Linked DNA regions of Mus musculus: regions 2, 3 and 4 are each linked to region 1. A link is a contact called in public HiChIP or PLAC-seq, Micro-C and promoter capture Hi-C data. All regions are on one chromosome and are shown on one strand. Each heading gives the region's core, a stretch centred on a gene start, on an enhancer-like site or on the middle of the called end of the contact. The rest is flanking DNA. Distances are from core to core; before and after follow the strand shown.

What was found. Hi-C and Micro-C count contacts between places; a contact is called where the count stands out from the background. HiChIP or PLAC-seq counts read pairs in DNA pulled down with a chosen protein or histone mark. Capture Hi-C pulls out chosen DNA fragments and counts their contacts.
Region 2: a contact with region 1 is called in a promoter capture Hi-C map of adipose tissue, with 2.6 times the contacts expected there. The contact joins two enhancer-like sites. A contact is called at or near these places in 8 of 39 promoter capture datasets (the 3T3-L1 cell line, 3T3-L1-derived adipocytes, frontonasal cranial neural crest and 4 more), 106 of 484 Hi-C or Micro-C datasets (3T3-L1-derived adipocytes, the AML12 cell line, the AtT-20 cell line and 67 more), 24 of 115 datasets of contacts at active chromatin or transcription factors (the 230-238 cell line, T-cell acute lymphoblastic leukemia, VIP interneurons and 18 more) and 3 of 9 other capture datasets (adipose tissue, embryonic stem cells and pancreatic islet).
Region 3: a contact with region 1 is called in an H3K27ac HiChIP or PLAC-seq map of neural progenitor cells, with 7 times the contacts expected there. The contact joins two enhancer-like sites. A contact is called at or near these places in 1 of 15 datasets of contacts at CTCF or cohesin (the NIH/3T3 cell line), 16 of 484 Hi-C or Micro-C datasets (the AtT-20 cell line, B cells, Sertoli cells and 7 more), 8 of 115 datasets of contacts at active chromatin or transcription factors (embryonic basal ganglia, embryonic stem cells, extraembryonic endoderm stem cells and 3 more) and 1 of 9 other capture datasets (embryonic stem cells).
Region 4: a Micro-C map of the HL-1 cell line shows a contact between it and region 1, with 5 times the contacts expected there. The contact joins two enhancer-like sites. A contact is called at or near these places in 1 of 15 datasets of contacts at CTCF or cohesin (the NIH/3T3 cell line), 8 of 484 Hi-C or Micro-C datasets (the HL-1 cell line, bone marrow-derived macrophages, brown adipocytes and 4 more), 2 of 115 datasets of contacts at active chromatin or transcription factors (astrocytes and stem cell-derived neural progenitor cells) and 1 of 9 other capture datasets (embryonic stem cells).

What each region holds. Positions count from the first base shown.
Region 1 is chr3:65,861,987-65,864,977 of GRCm38.p6, reverse strand. No RefSeq gene overlaps it. Among named protein-coding and RNA genes, the nearest start is that of Gm35039, 65 kb to the left of the region's middle. Within about 2 kb of position 1,502, at least 111 of the 459 cell types and tissues checked have an H3K27ac peak or open chromatin away from gene starts, as enhancers often do. A contact at or near this core is called in the HL-1 cell line, the NIH/3T3 cell line, adipose tissue and 3 more, where this site is marked.
Region 2 is chr3:65,540,218-65,543,208 of GRCm38.p6, reverse strand. All of the region lies in intron 2 of Tiparp (TCDD-inducible poly(ADP-ribose) polymerase), which reads right to left. Among named protein-coding and RNA genes, the nearest start is that of 4931440P22Rik, 12 kb to the right of the region's middle. Within about 2 kb of position 1,483, at least 17 of the 459 cell types and tissues checked have an H3K27ac peak or open chromatin away from gene starts, as enhancers often do. A contact at or near this core is called in adipose tissue and granulosa cells, where this site is marked.
Region 3 is chr3:65,562,923-65,565,913 of GRCm38.p6, reverse strand. No RefSeq gene overlaps it. Among named protein-coding and RNA genes, the nearest start is that of Gm34924, 16 kb to the left of the region's middle. Within about 2 kb of position 1,488, at least 41 of the 459 cell types and tissues checked have an H3K27ac peak or open chromatin away from gene starts, as enhancers often do. A contact at or near this core is called in cortical neurons and neural progenitor cells, where this site is marked.
Region 4 is chr3:65,602,183-65,605,173 of GRCm38.p6, reverse strand. No RefSeq gene overlaps it. Among named protein-coding and RNA genes, the nearest start is that of Gm34924, 23 kb to the right of the region's middle. Within about 2 kb of position 1,468, at least 39 of the 459 cell types and tissues checked have an H3K27ac peak or open chromatin away from gene starts, as enhancers often do. A contact at or near this core is called in the HL-1 cell line and the NIH/3T3 cell line, where this site is marked.

The sequences.
Region 1 (2,991 bases), core at 253-2,752:
CTCCCCCCTCCCTTTATGTCCCACTTCTCCTAGATTGCCATCTCTCTCAGAAGTTTTGTAATGGCAAATACTCTTTTCTTATCTGTTAAAATATCTTACATCTAAAAGTATGGTGGTGGCTAATTGGCCTCCATTCCCAATTCCGTTTCTCAAGGAGGCCTGAGAGGACTAGCGAAGATGACCATTCACCCAATTTGGGCATCAGTGAGAGAGGAACACAACACCTCAGGCCCAGGAAACAGGCCATCTTGTCCGGGCTCTGTGCAGGCATCCTCCTGCATTGGATGTCTCACTATCAAGCTAGCACTGACTCCACCCTCTCTGCATTAATTCTTGTCATGAGCCAGAAGCCTCGAATATCAATCTTGTTTTTCTTCTTCCAGCATTTCCGATACCAATAATAACACCATTACCCTTAAGTATGAGTCTGTATACCCGACACAGAGTGCTTTGGGGTCATTGAAATGCTCATCCGTCCTTTCTAGGTCTTTCATATCTGGGAATCAGCAATGCAGAAAATGGGATTCAAGAAGAAAACAAAAACCAAAGTGAGGCTTGAAATGAGCGAAGCAGTGCGGAGGGCTGGCACGAGCCGACTGCCACCAGAGCAGGGAGAGCATGCAGGTCGGCTAAGGGAGCGCACCGCGAAACTGGCCAGCCCCTTAGCAACATCCGCATAGCTGACACAGAACACTCTGACTTGGGGAGGGATGAAAATACCGGGTGACATCAGAGGCTCCGAGCACAGCCAGGGCATTCTAGAGGTGTGTGGTGTCAGGACGGCCTGTGCTGGCCTCATTTATCTACCTGAGTCATTTGAACAAAGCACTCGCTGGCTTAGCTTTGTTGTGACTAGAATTTGGAACCAATCCCCTGGCTCTGCCCCCATGGGTTTTGCTACTGCAGCGCAGCGTGGGTATGTAGGAACACAGACCGAATCCTGTGGCAATCAAGGATAGACTGTTCCTTCTCTGGGCCACAGGCTTCCCTAGGAAGGAGCCTTGGCCAAGTGTTTGTGTGTCTCCAGAACCAAGTGTCTGGCAACCAGCAGGTTTCTCGTGAATAAATGACAAATCCCAGAGACACATTCTGGGAAACGCAGGGCTTTTGTGGTGGCAGCATGCTCAACAGCACAGCACTGTGCTGTGGGACTCTTTAGTTTGTGGGACTCTAAGAATAATTTTCACGTCCTGGGAAAAGTGTCTGGCGCTGATTGCACATGCGAAAGTGTCGTGACGTGGGGATTAGGGTTGTCACAGGCAGACTGAAGGCCTTAGAAAAAGCACACCAAAATGGAGGTATTCATTCTAGGGAGGCTGCAGAATACTCAATGAGCTGGCGTTCTTCTCCTCCGAGTGAAGAAGAGGCCATGCTTGAAAACGGGGCTGTAGAAGGAAGGTCTCAAGAAGCCTTACTTCAGATTCCGTTCAGACACCCTCAGCGAACTCCCACATATTCCTCACCTTTCCACTAGGGGGCAGACAGAGGACGGAGAACATCCCAGGCAGGAGGCCGGTCCCTCACAAGGCAATCAGCCTCACACCAACACACTAGGCTGTTTGTGCTATGCAAAAGGCGAGGCTAAGCCTCTCTCTTCCGGCCTGTCACAGTCTCATTGATACTGCATGGTTTGCCTGTGACATCAGACACCGAAAAGTATGACAACCAAACTGTACGGTTCAAGGTGAATGTCAATAAATAGAATAAAAGGGGAGGAGGGGGGGAAGGAAGAAAAAAAAAGAAAGATCCCTGATGTTTTTCTTACCACACATGGTTTGGGGGGATCCTTCATTATCCAGAGTATTCATGATGTATCTGAATTCAGTGACTTCTCACAATGAGAAGATAACTGGAAAACTGCATACGACCTCTCTCTTGACCTCTTTCTATTTACAACAGCAACGTGGTTTCTATCCAAGTCACTGTTTCCTTCTGAGAGCCCATTCCACAGGCCTCTGTGTATCAACACACAGAAGGAAATATTCCAAGGGATATATTTTTTTTAATAACTCCCACATGCCTTAAAAAGTCATTTCCTCCTAAGACATTCAGGGCAATCGGGGCCCCTTAATTGGCTTAATTTTTATTCTTAATCCTCAAGGGTCGAGGAAAAAACAACACGACTATCTTCCTGTTCCTATTACCCTTTCATAAACTGTTGAGCACACAGGCTTGCCTCTAAAAGAAACCACAGTGAGCCTAAAGGAATAAGCATTTGTCAGGCCAGACCCCAGACTGGAAGATCACTGCAGGTGTGAGTCACTCATGGGAACTCTGAGGGTCTGAAAGCCACTCTCCCACTTGCAGAGGTGAGGGCGGCGTTGGCTTAGAACTGGCTCCGTGTTTGCTAGCATTAATAGAAATGTCTGTCAAAACAACGTTTTGTGACTTTTAATGAATTGCATCTTTAATTGTGCTGAGAAAAAAGTAAGCAAATGACGTGAGTGAGCTTACTTACAAGGGAAGGGTCAGCCTGTGTCTAGAACGTGGGTTTCCTGTGGAACGAGAATTCTTGTGCAAATCACTTCAAGCCATCCCTGATTTTTTTTTTTTTTTGAATGCTCTCCCTGATTTCACGCTGATAGCATCACAGCTCAGAAGATCCTATGAAGACAGCCTGACATCAAGCTGCTTTCTTGGTTGGCAAAATGATCTTAAGAATTACCTAAAAATGTGCTGTTTCTAAATGATTTGTTCATCTAAAGTCATTTGATTTTCAATTAAAATAAAATAAACAGGCTTGGCTATATTTGGACACAGATGTTGCTGTGGCTTCCAGATTCCTTTGTTTAAAGGTGACAAGATGCGTGGAGAAGACATTCATCTGATTGGGTATTCAGGCTTACAAAGAAAGTAATTACAGGGCCAGAGAGAGGACTCACCCCCCCCCCCCCTTCATCTAAATTCCCTTCCACATATCAACATAGTTTGACCTTGATGGTTTTAAATGTAAAAGACACTGATGTAATTCAAATAAAGCAATTTTTCAAA
Region 2 (2,991 bases), core at 234-2,733, 320 kb after region 1:
ATGTTGTGGGAGAAAAAGTGGTTCTTGGTGTCCAGGAAAAGATAATGGCCAGGGAAAGTTAATGTATGTATGTATGTGTATTAGTCCAAGGAGTATTTAAGAAAATATTTTAACAACAGTTTAAATATTATAAAGTAGCAACAAGAGTCTGTGCAGGAGAACAAGTAAAATGAGCTAAGAGCTTTATTCCTTAGAACATTTGAGCAGTTCAAATAGTTGAAGAAGATCTTCTCGACAGTGCATAAGACACAAAGGATCCGCATACCATGTACAGGCAACGGGAGAGCAGAAGTTAATCCAGGACGGACCTTGGAGGACAGAAGATAAAGAGGGTAAAAGCAGACAGGGATGCAGTAAATATAGGATGTGTGAAAACTGAATAAGAGAAACAATGCTAAAGATTAAGGAGGCAGGGTGGGGTGGTATCATGATAAAAGCGGAGACAGATGAGAACCCTACTCAGCATAAAAGTTGAGAGGTGACCAGAATACAAAGGAGATGGCCACTATACTGTAGGATTTAGTTATAACCTCATCATTCATCAGAGGGACAAAACACATCTTGTCAACAGCTATGGACTTACTAAAAGACTAAAATTAGAAACCCCGTTACATGTTTTACTAATGAACATACCATCACACATACTTGTTCAAAAATCCAGATAGAAAACTAACTTGGAATTCTGGGAAAGGACCCCATTCTCATAGTTTTTAACAATGGTTATTTTATCTCACAAAAACTTCACATACTAATTAATTAAGCAGCATTTCCAGAAATATCTCACCAATGTATGTACCAGTACCCACATAAGAGCACAAGTATGCCTCACATATCATACATGTATATATTTCGAATACTAAAAAATAAAAAAAAGTGAAAAGACCCCACAACTAGAAAGATTAACAGAGGTAAAAAGAACAATCAAAACCAATACAGAAATATGTGTTGAGTAAAACAAAAATTACTACATTTCTTGCTCAGATAGTTTTCTGTTTATACATTATACATCTGGGAACTCAGTATACAATTTAATTGTCTTGGACAATTTTTATTTGAGAGGCTGTTGAAATAGCTCTGGGGTAAAAAACACTTGGTGCCAAGCCTGACATTCCCAGGATCCACATGGTAAAATGAGAGAACTGATTCTGACATGTTGTCCTCTGACCTCCATTATTGTGCCATAGCATATGCCCTTCACCCCATGATACACAAAATAAACTAGATGTAATAATGAAGAAAATAATGACAACCAACCAGATACATAGTGAGATCTTTAAGAAAATACCAAATAAGGCCTGCCATTGCTGATAAAGGTATCAGGAGAGGTAACAAGGATTGCTTCAGAATGTGACATGTGAACTTAGTTACTAGACCACCACGAGGTGACTTAATATGTGTAAAGTTAACTAAGCAGAGCATGAGGATACAATGCAAGAAGCACATGCAGTTCATGTGGGAGGTCAGAGTGTATGTGGGAGGTGATTAGAGATAAGACTGGTCTCGAGAGATTGGCTGGAGCCAGATAAGGAAGAGCTTTGTATGCTGGGTTAAGAGGTTAGGGCTTGATCCTTTGAGCAGATCAGCATGGCCCAGCGTTGCCTTTTATAAAGCTTACTCCAGTAAAGTGATTTATTTTCGGTAGAGGATGAAGAAAGATGAGGGAAGAGTAGAGACTAGCACTATTTTGCAATATATTAGCATATTTATTATCTATGTTTAACAATTACGAGACAAATGTTGACAGACTATGGAAGCAATAAAAGGGGGCTGCTTGAGAGGTTAGGGTTACGATCAAACTTCATCACGAACAATTAATTACATGTGGGTAAGAAAGTACAGAGTTCGTGATGACCAGGTGTGGTAGAAGCACATAATAGCACTTAGAAGACTGAGGCAGGAGAAGGATCAAGTTTGAGGTCAGTCTGCATTACACAGAAGACTTTCTCAAAGAGTCCAGAATGTGTCCTTTATTTCTAATCTGTGTTCTTGGAAAATGATGCCAATAAAAATTAAAAGTGAGACTTTAAGAAAGTAAATTAAGTATAAACTTTTCTGAACACTGCTCAATTTAATGAGATCCACTAGACTTCGGAACCTTGGCTTTCTGCCTATTAAGCCGTTAACCAGTCCTTTAATCCCAGTACTTGGGAGGCAGAGGCAGGCAAATCTCAAGAGTTTTAGGCCACCCTGGTCTACAAAGTAAGTTCCACAACAGCCAGGGCTGTTACACAAAGAAACCTGTCTCAAAAACATTATAAATCAAACCAAAAAACAAACAAACAAACAAACAAACAACAAAAGAAGAGTTAAGCAGTTTCTATAAGGGTAAATCTATGACCTTAAACATTAGCACTCACCCTAATAAGCTGAACTAAACATTCACGATAAGTAGCCCTCTTCTATTATTATCATGAAAAACAGAATTCTTAAGCTGAGGGTAATAAGGATAGAAGGAAAAGATTAAATGTTGCCTGGAGAGTATGTGAGAATCTCCTAGCTTAAGATAAACTTGACAGATGGGAATGTTTGCTATTGTTGCTGAAGAAATTTCACGGGGAACACAAAATATAGCTTTTGATACATGGCTTTGATGTTTCCAGAATTCAGTTATGCTGGGGTTATCTGTCAGCTTATATCCTTCAAGATGTTACAAGGAAATGAGAACCAAAGACATGGTGTATAATATACCAACATATTTTGTTAAAGTACTATAGTCATTAAACTTCAGAGGACTATGTTCTTTACACCATAGTTTATATGAGGTTAAACTTTTATGAAAATGGGTAATATCCCCTTTGTTAAAAGTAAGCTTTCTTCCTTATCTCAAAGTAGACAATAAAATGAATGTTCGCATAAATACGTACTAGGCAAGCAAGCATCCATCATACTACTCAGTTACATCCCTGACCCTTTTTATTCGAGACAAGCCTAAACTGCCTGTGCTGGCCTTGAACTTGCAGTTCCCCTGCCAGATTACAGACATGTAATAAC
Region 3 (2,991 bases), core at 239-2,738, 300 kb after region 1:
CTCTCCAAGGCCTCACTGTTTCTCTGCTTTGGTCCTTTCTGATCACTGTGGGCATGTGACACCTTAGGCATTCCAGAATTGGGCCGCCTCAGAGGCTTGAGAAGGTTTTAAAAGACCGCCCATTTTTAATAAACAGCTAACTTGTTAATGAGAGGCAGGGAGGGTAACAGGAGGAAAGGCAGGAATGATAGACAGTTGGCTGCTAAGTCAGAAATTAGCAAGCTGCCCAGCTCCTGATTGTTGTCAGTGAAACCAAAAACATTTGCTCTTTAGCTAGGATGTCTTAGAGGGTTGTTCGAGTTGTTGTTGTTTGTGTGTTTTTGAGACTGGGTTTCTAAGCCCCCACCCCCACCCAACCCCCAGGGCAGATGGCCTCTACCTGAATGCTGGAATTACAGGTGTGAGCCACTGAAAAGACTGATTAAAAAAAAAAAAAAGTCACAGCAGTGGAGATGAAAGCAGAGATCTACCTGAGCCACTGGCCAGGCCTCATACCTTTCTCAGAACACATTTTCATTCCTCTTGAGACAGGATGTGTTTATTATGCATGGGTTTTTGTTCCTCTGCTTGTTAAATAGGGGGCAAGAAAGATGGCCAAGCAGTCAAGAGTTTGTGTTGGTCCTGACTGGACCCTAGTTGAGATCCTAGCACCCGCTTCAAGGCTCACAACTAAAGAACTGTAACTCCCGTTTTGGAACCCAACATCCTCTTCTGGCCTTCGCAGGGCCTTGCATATAGTACATGTGCGTGCACACACACACACACACACACACACACACGAGTAAATCTTAGATTCTTTTCTTATTTAAGAATAATAGTTTTCTGTCAATGTATGAAAAGGTGATATAGTGAGAATCCCTGAATTTTCTTTTGTCACACTCTGCTATGACAGCCTTCAAGACTCTGTTTGTCCTGCCCTTACGCTGAGTTTTCCCATGTATTTTTATTAGTATAACGAGACCATGGCTTTCCCTTGTCTGTTTTGAAGTAGCTTTATTCATTATAAATCACCATATCAAAATATCTAGTAGTTTCCCAAATGCAGAAAGACATCAGACAGATGGGAGAGAAAAACTTAGTAATTAATTATACTCTGCCTCTCTCTCAGCTGTTGGCAGAGACCTATATAACTCAAACCCAGTGCTGCTGCTTCTCCTGAAGCGCTGAATGGTACCAGGTCGAACTCTTTTGTGGGAGTCATATGACTTCCACCTGAAGAACCTGGAAATGTGCCTACAGTCACTGGCTGCTTATAGCACCTCTGAAAGTAAATGCCTGCCACAAAAAAACATTTTGTTTCTGCTGAAGGAATGAACCCCATCAGTCCTGGGTACTTCCAGCATTTGCTGGATGAGTCTTCCCTTGAAAGAGTGAAATAAGGAGCCAGAGAAAAGAGCTCCTGTCCCAAAGGCCTGGCTGTTTCTCTCTGGCTCCCCTTAGCCTGTGTGTGCCTTTGTACAGCTGGTGGTTAGCGACATGGTCCTGTGTTTACACACGGGTAGCCTGAAAAGGCCGAGCAGTGAGCAAGCTGCACCGGGGCTGGCCACCCATCTCAGTGCATTTATTTGTCCTTTCAACTGACACAGACTTTCCAAACACTGATTCACATACTTCCCTTGGAGATAGGCACACAATGTCAAATTCCTGCCTTGTCAGAGATGAAACAGATGCAGGGGGTCAGGTGGTGGTCCAGGGCCACACAGCAAGTATGCTAGTCACAGAGTCCAAAAGTACTCAGGCTAGGCTCAGGTTCCTCTGATCCCAAGCCTAACTGTGCCCTGTCCTCTGGATAGCACACCCAAATGGCCTGTCTCCTAAGCAACGTGGGCACACATTTACTGAAAGTACCACTGGCTGAGTGCAGCGTCTGTGCTTGCCAAGGGCTTTGGTTCTGTGTTGGACTTTTTGAGAGCTAGCAATGGGAGCTTCTGAAGGCCAGGGAGGAAAATGTTTCTTGATTGTTGTAGCCCAGCACCTACACCTGTGCCTGGTATACAATAGAGACTCAATAAACACTAGATGAATGGTAAATCGTCACTGAATTCTGTTAATCATTGGAACTCGAAGCTGAGCCTTGCCTGCCTGACACCTTTGTGAGTCTTCAAGGGCATTTAAAAAGACTTTTTTTGTGTGTCTGCATGTGGTGACATATACCTATAATCCTAGCACTTGAGATCATGAGGCAAGAAGATTGCAAGTTCCAGGTCAGCTCTGTCTTGATAAGTAAATACATACAAATAAAATTTAAAACAAACAAACAAATAAAATTTAAAAACCAGGCTCTTAATTGAGCCTCTCTGAAGAGAGCAGAGATGACTGCTTCTAGAATGATCTCTATGTGCTATACATAAGGACTGGAGCCACACATAAGGACATAGAAGCCGGCTGCTTAGATCCCGCTCGGACAGAAGAAAGCATCAGACCTCCTCATGACCTTACAGTAGCTTCTTAAATGCAGCTTCACTTCAGAAGTAGCAGATAGCTACAGCCACACGGCTGCCCACGGGTCCTAGACAGAACGGTTACATAGAGGAGCAGCTATGTCCCTATCTGCACTTACAGCCCAAGCTGAGCTTAGGCACAGAGTCCTGTGAGCAGTCCATCTAAGAACTGACATTGTTACGCCACGAAGTCAGGCTTGGCAAAATGAGGCTTGTGAGACACTCTCCTAGGCAGAGGGTCTGGTCATGGAAATGGCCTTGGCTCCTCTGGAACTCATCACAGTATGCCCATCCCACCTGGCAGTCTGTGCTCCCTTGGTCTTTCTCCCTGCACTAATTACGTTACTTAGGAAGACACTTCTTATTTCCCAAGCAGAAAACTAAAGGCAAATAGATGAATTTCTAAATCATTGAAAAGTACAGTTTTACTCTGTTTTCTCTGGGGGAATGAGAGTTTTTTACCCTAGAGGCCACGCTGGCCTGAAACTCACAGTTAGCCTCCTTTCTCAGGTTCCAAGAATGCAGTGACAAGCAGGGGCTACCACACCCA
Region 4 (2,991 bases), core at 219-2,718, 260 kb after region 1:
ATGTTATTATCTACTATCTATCTATCTATCTATCTATCTATCTATCTATCTATCTATCTATCTATTTATCTAAAGTATATGAGTGTTCTCTTGTGTATGTGCCACATGTGTGCCTGGTACCCATGAAAGTCAGAAGAAGGCATCAGATCCCCTGGAACTGGAGTTTCAGATAGTTGTGAGCCACCATGTGGGTGCTGGGAACCGGGTCCTCTATAAGGGTAGCCAGTGCTCTTAATTGCTCCAACCCAAGTTTTTTCTTTGATGACATTACTAACCAGATGGTCCATGCTGTCCATTTTTCCAGTAATGACCTTGATATGTTAATCAATATGTTTTAAGTTCTTTGGTTATTCCAACATCTATGTCATATCTAAAGCTGGCTTTGGTGGCTACTGAATATCTTCACAGTGTATCTTTCTTTTTCCTTTCTTTTTTCTTTTCTTTTAGTATAACCTGAAATCTCTGGCTAAACACCAGGTACCTGGTTGTACCTATAGTAGGTTCTGAGGTAAAACAAGCCTTTAATGAGCATGTCTACTAATCTGGCTTACAGCAGAACTTCACGTAGAGCTTGTATAAATTCCAAATGATTCAGATATTTTAGTGCCCTTGTTCCTAACTCCTCTCTTAGCCTTGGCTCTCTCTGCCCCTCAGACAGTGTCTGGCGCCTACATTTCTTTCCATTGTAACCCATTAAAGGGTTGTTGTGAAGTGATAGAGTATAGGGGAGGGGAAATCCTAGAGTTTTCTGACCCACCCTGAGATGTCGGTGGCCTGTATTCCAGGAGTTTGGCCTTCCAGGACATCTACTGATAACAGTGAGGGAAGGAGCTAGTGAATTTGCAGATGATCAGATAGAAATTTCCCAACCTGCAACACAAAAGAATAAAGAACTAAGAACTCCAGAACCTTTAAAAAGCTGCAGATGGTATCAAAATGGATAACACATACAGAACTGAAACACTGGAAGAAAAAGACAGAAAATTAGGATCACCTATTTGAAATTGCTATTTTCATAGTAAGTGAGGTGTTATCTATCAGACATGTAATTTTCAGCATAAAGTCAATGGTGGCTTTAAAAGGGAGAATTGCCTTATGTATGTTTCAATTTTATGTGCCTGGTTGTGGAGTGTCTCATTCCTTCAGTTAGGAGAAGCTTAAAAGATGCTGGGCAGTGAAAGAGTTAAAGGATTATTTCAAGTTAAGGATGAGTAATCTTTCCAGAGTGCGGGGCGTTGAGAGTAAAAGATACAGGAAACAGCAATAATATAAGAATAAAACCACCTCCAGAAAGCAGGCAGATGGCAAGGAGTATTTTTTACTATAAGATTTGTTTAATGCTGCACATTCCTCCATGCCCTCATTAAATGGATATATATTTATCCCAGAGAACACAGTATGACTGTTAATAGAACTATGACAGATAGTCTTATGTAGTATGAGTCACAGGAGTAGAAAATCATTCATTCACAAGGGTCTCATTCACTGAGAACCGAAACTTTCACAACGTGAGGTGTTTGTGGAATGACTGTGAGTACCACTAGGCCTCTTTTTTTTTTTTTTTTTTTTTTTTTTTGTAAATTGTCAGATTTTTTTTTTCCTAGCTGAGAATGTTCAGAAGTTGCCTATCAGTCATGTGCTGCTACATGACTCACCTGGCTTGAGTTACAACATCTGACCAGCACCACACTCAAGAAGCATTAAGTTCTTGAACATCTGTCATCACATCCAGAGGGTTTCAGGAACCCTTGAAGCTACTAATGCAGTGAACCTCAGCCTTCTGTTTAGCAAGTGGTAGCTTCCAAACAATTGATTAAGCCTCATTCCAAGCATGCTTTGACCTTGTTAACTTGGAACCTGCTTTCTTTCAACCGTATTTAGGAAGATGCTGTTCAGTGGATCTTTTCCAAACACCCAATAGAATGACTTCTTGCGTAGCAGTTTCAACCGCTGAGCATTAAAAGCTAGAGTCTACACAGAGCTCAGGATCTCACAACATCTTCCGTTTGCTTGCCGAAGGAACACAGCGGGGAAATTTCTATCTTAAGTAGCGAAGCTCACCATGCTTCTGGAATGAGACTCAAGCCCTAAAGTGTTCACAGCGTGGTGCAACCGAATGTTTTCTGTCTTCAGGAGATAAGCTGGAGAAGTTTTGTTTCCCTGGCTTTCAAAAACCTTTACTACAGAACATGATGAGGAGAAAAAGGCAAGCCAGACAATTCTATAAGAGGACTTCTTGGGCCAAAGCCCCCTTCAGACAGGAAACTGATGGCAAGTTTCTTCTGTTCTCTCACAAGGGAAGGAGACAGTGACAGCCAGAGTCACTGAAGTAATAACAAAGGGCAGAAGAAGAAATAAAGGTGAAGCCAAATCTTACTTTCTGTCCCAAAATAAGACCATACAATTCTTACCACCACCCACATCCATCCTTTAAATTCCCAAAGTTTGGTTTCCTTACCCAACCATGAAGAATCATGGTCTCTCCAAAGTGAAGAACAGAAAACCTACAACTCTCAGCATTTATATACATTGAGTCACATTATGGAGAGTCCAAATAGCATATGTAGACCTAGTTTTAGGTTTTAAAAACCTATTTTAAGTTGTTCTTCATTCCACATAAATGTTGGGGGCTACTTATCTTTTAATACCTTGTAATTTTAATTGGGTGGCAACCTTTGACCACCCTTGTAGTGATAAAAGATAGTGAATTGTCTTAAAATAAACAATAAAATAAACCCAAAACAAGCTTGCTAGTCTCAGCACCATGGGGTCAGGGACACTCATTAGCCAATGCCTTTCACTGTCAGAAACCAGTTCAATGTCTTTTAGAGAAACTGCTGTGTCTGTGTGGAACTGAAGATGTCCTCTGGTGGGATCTCCTTCCAAGGGCACATGATTCTAGGTAATGGTTTCTAATTTGCCTGAGAACTGATGTCCTCGCACGTTCTGCGCCTACTCTTCCACTGATCTCCCTCATTTTGTTTTGCTTCC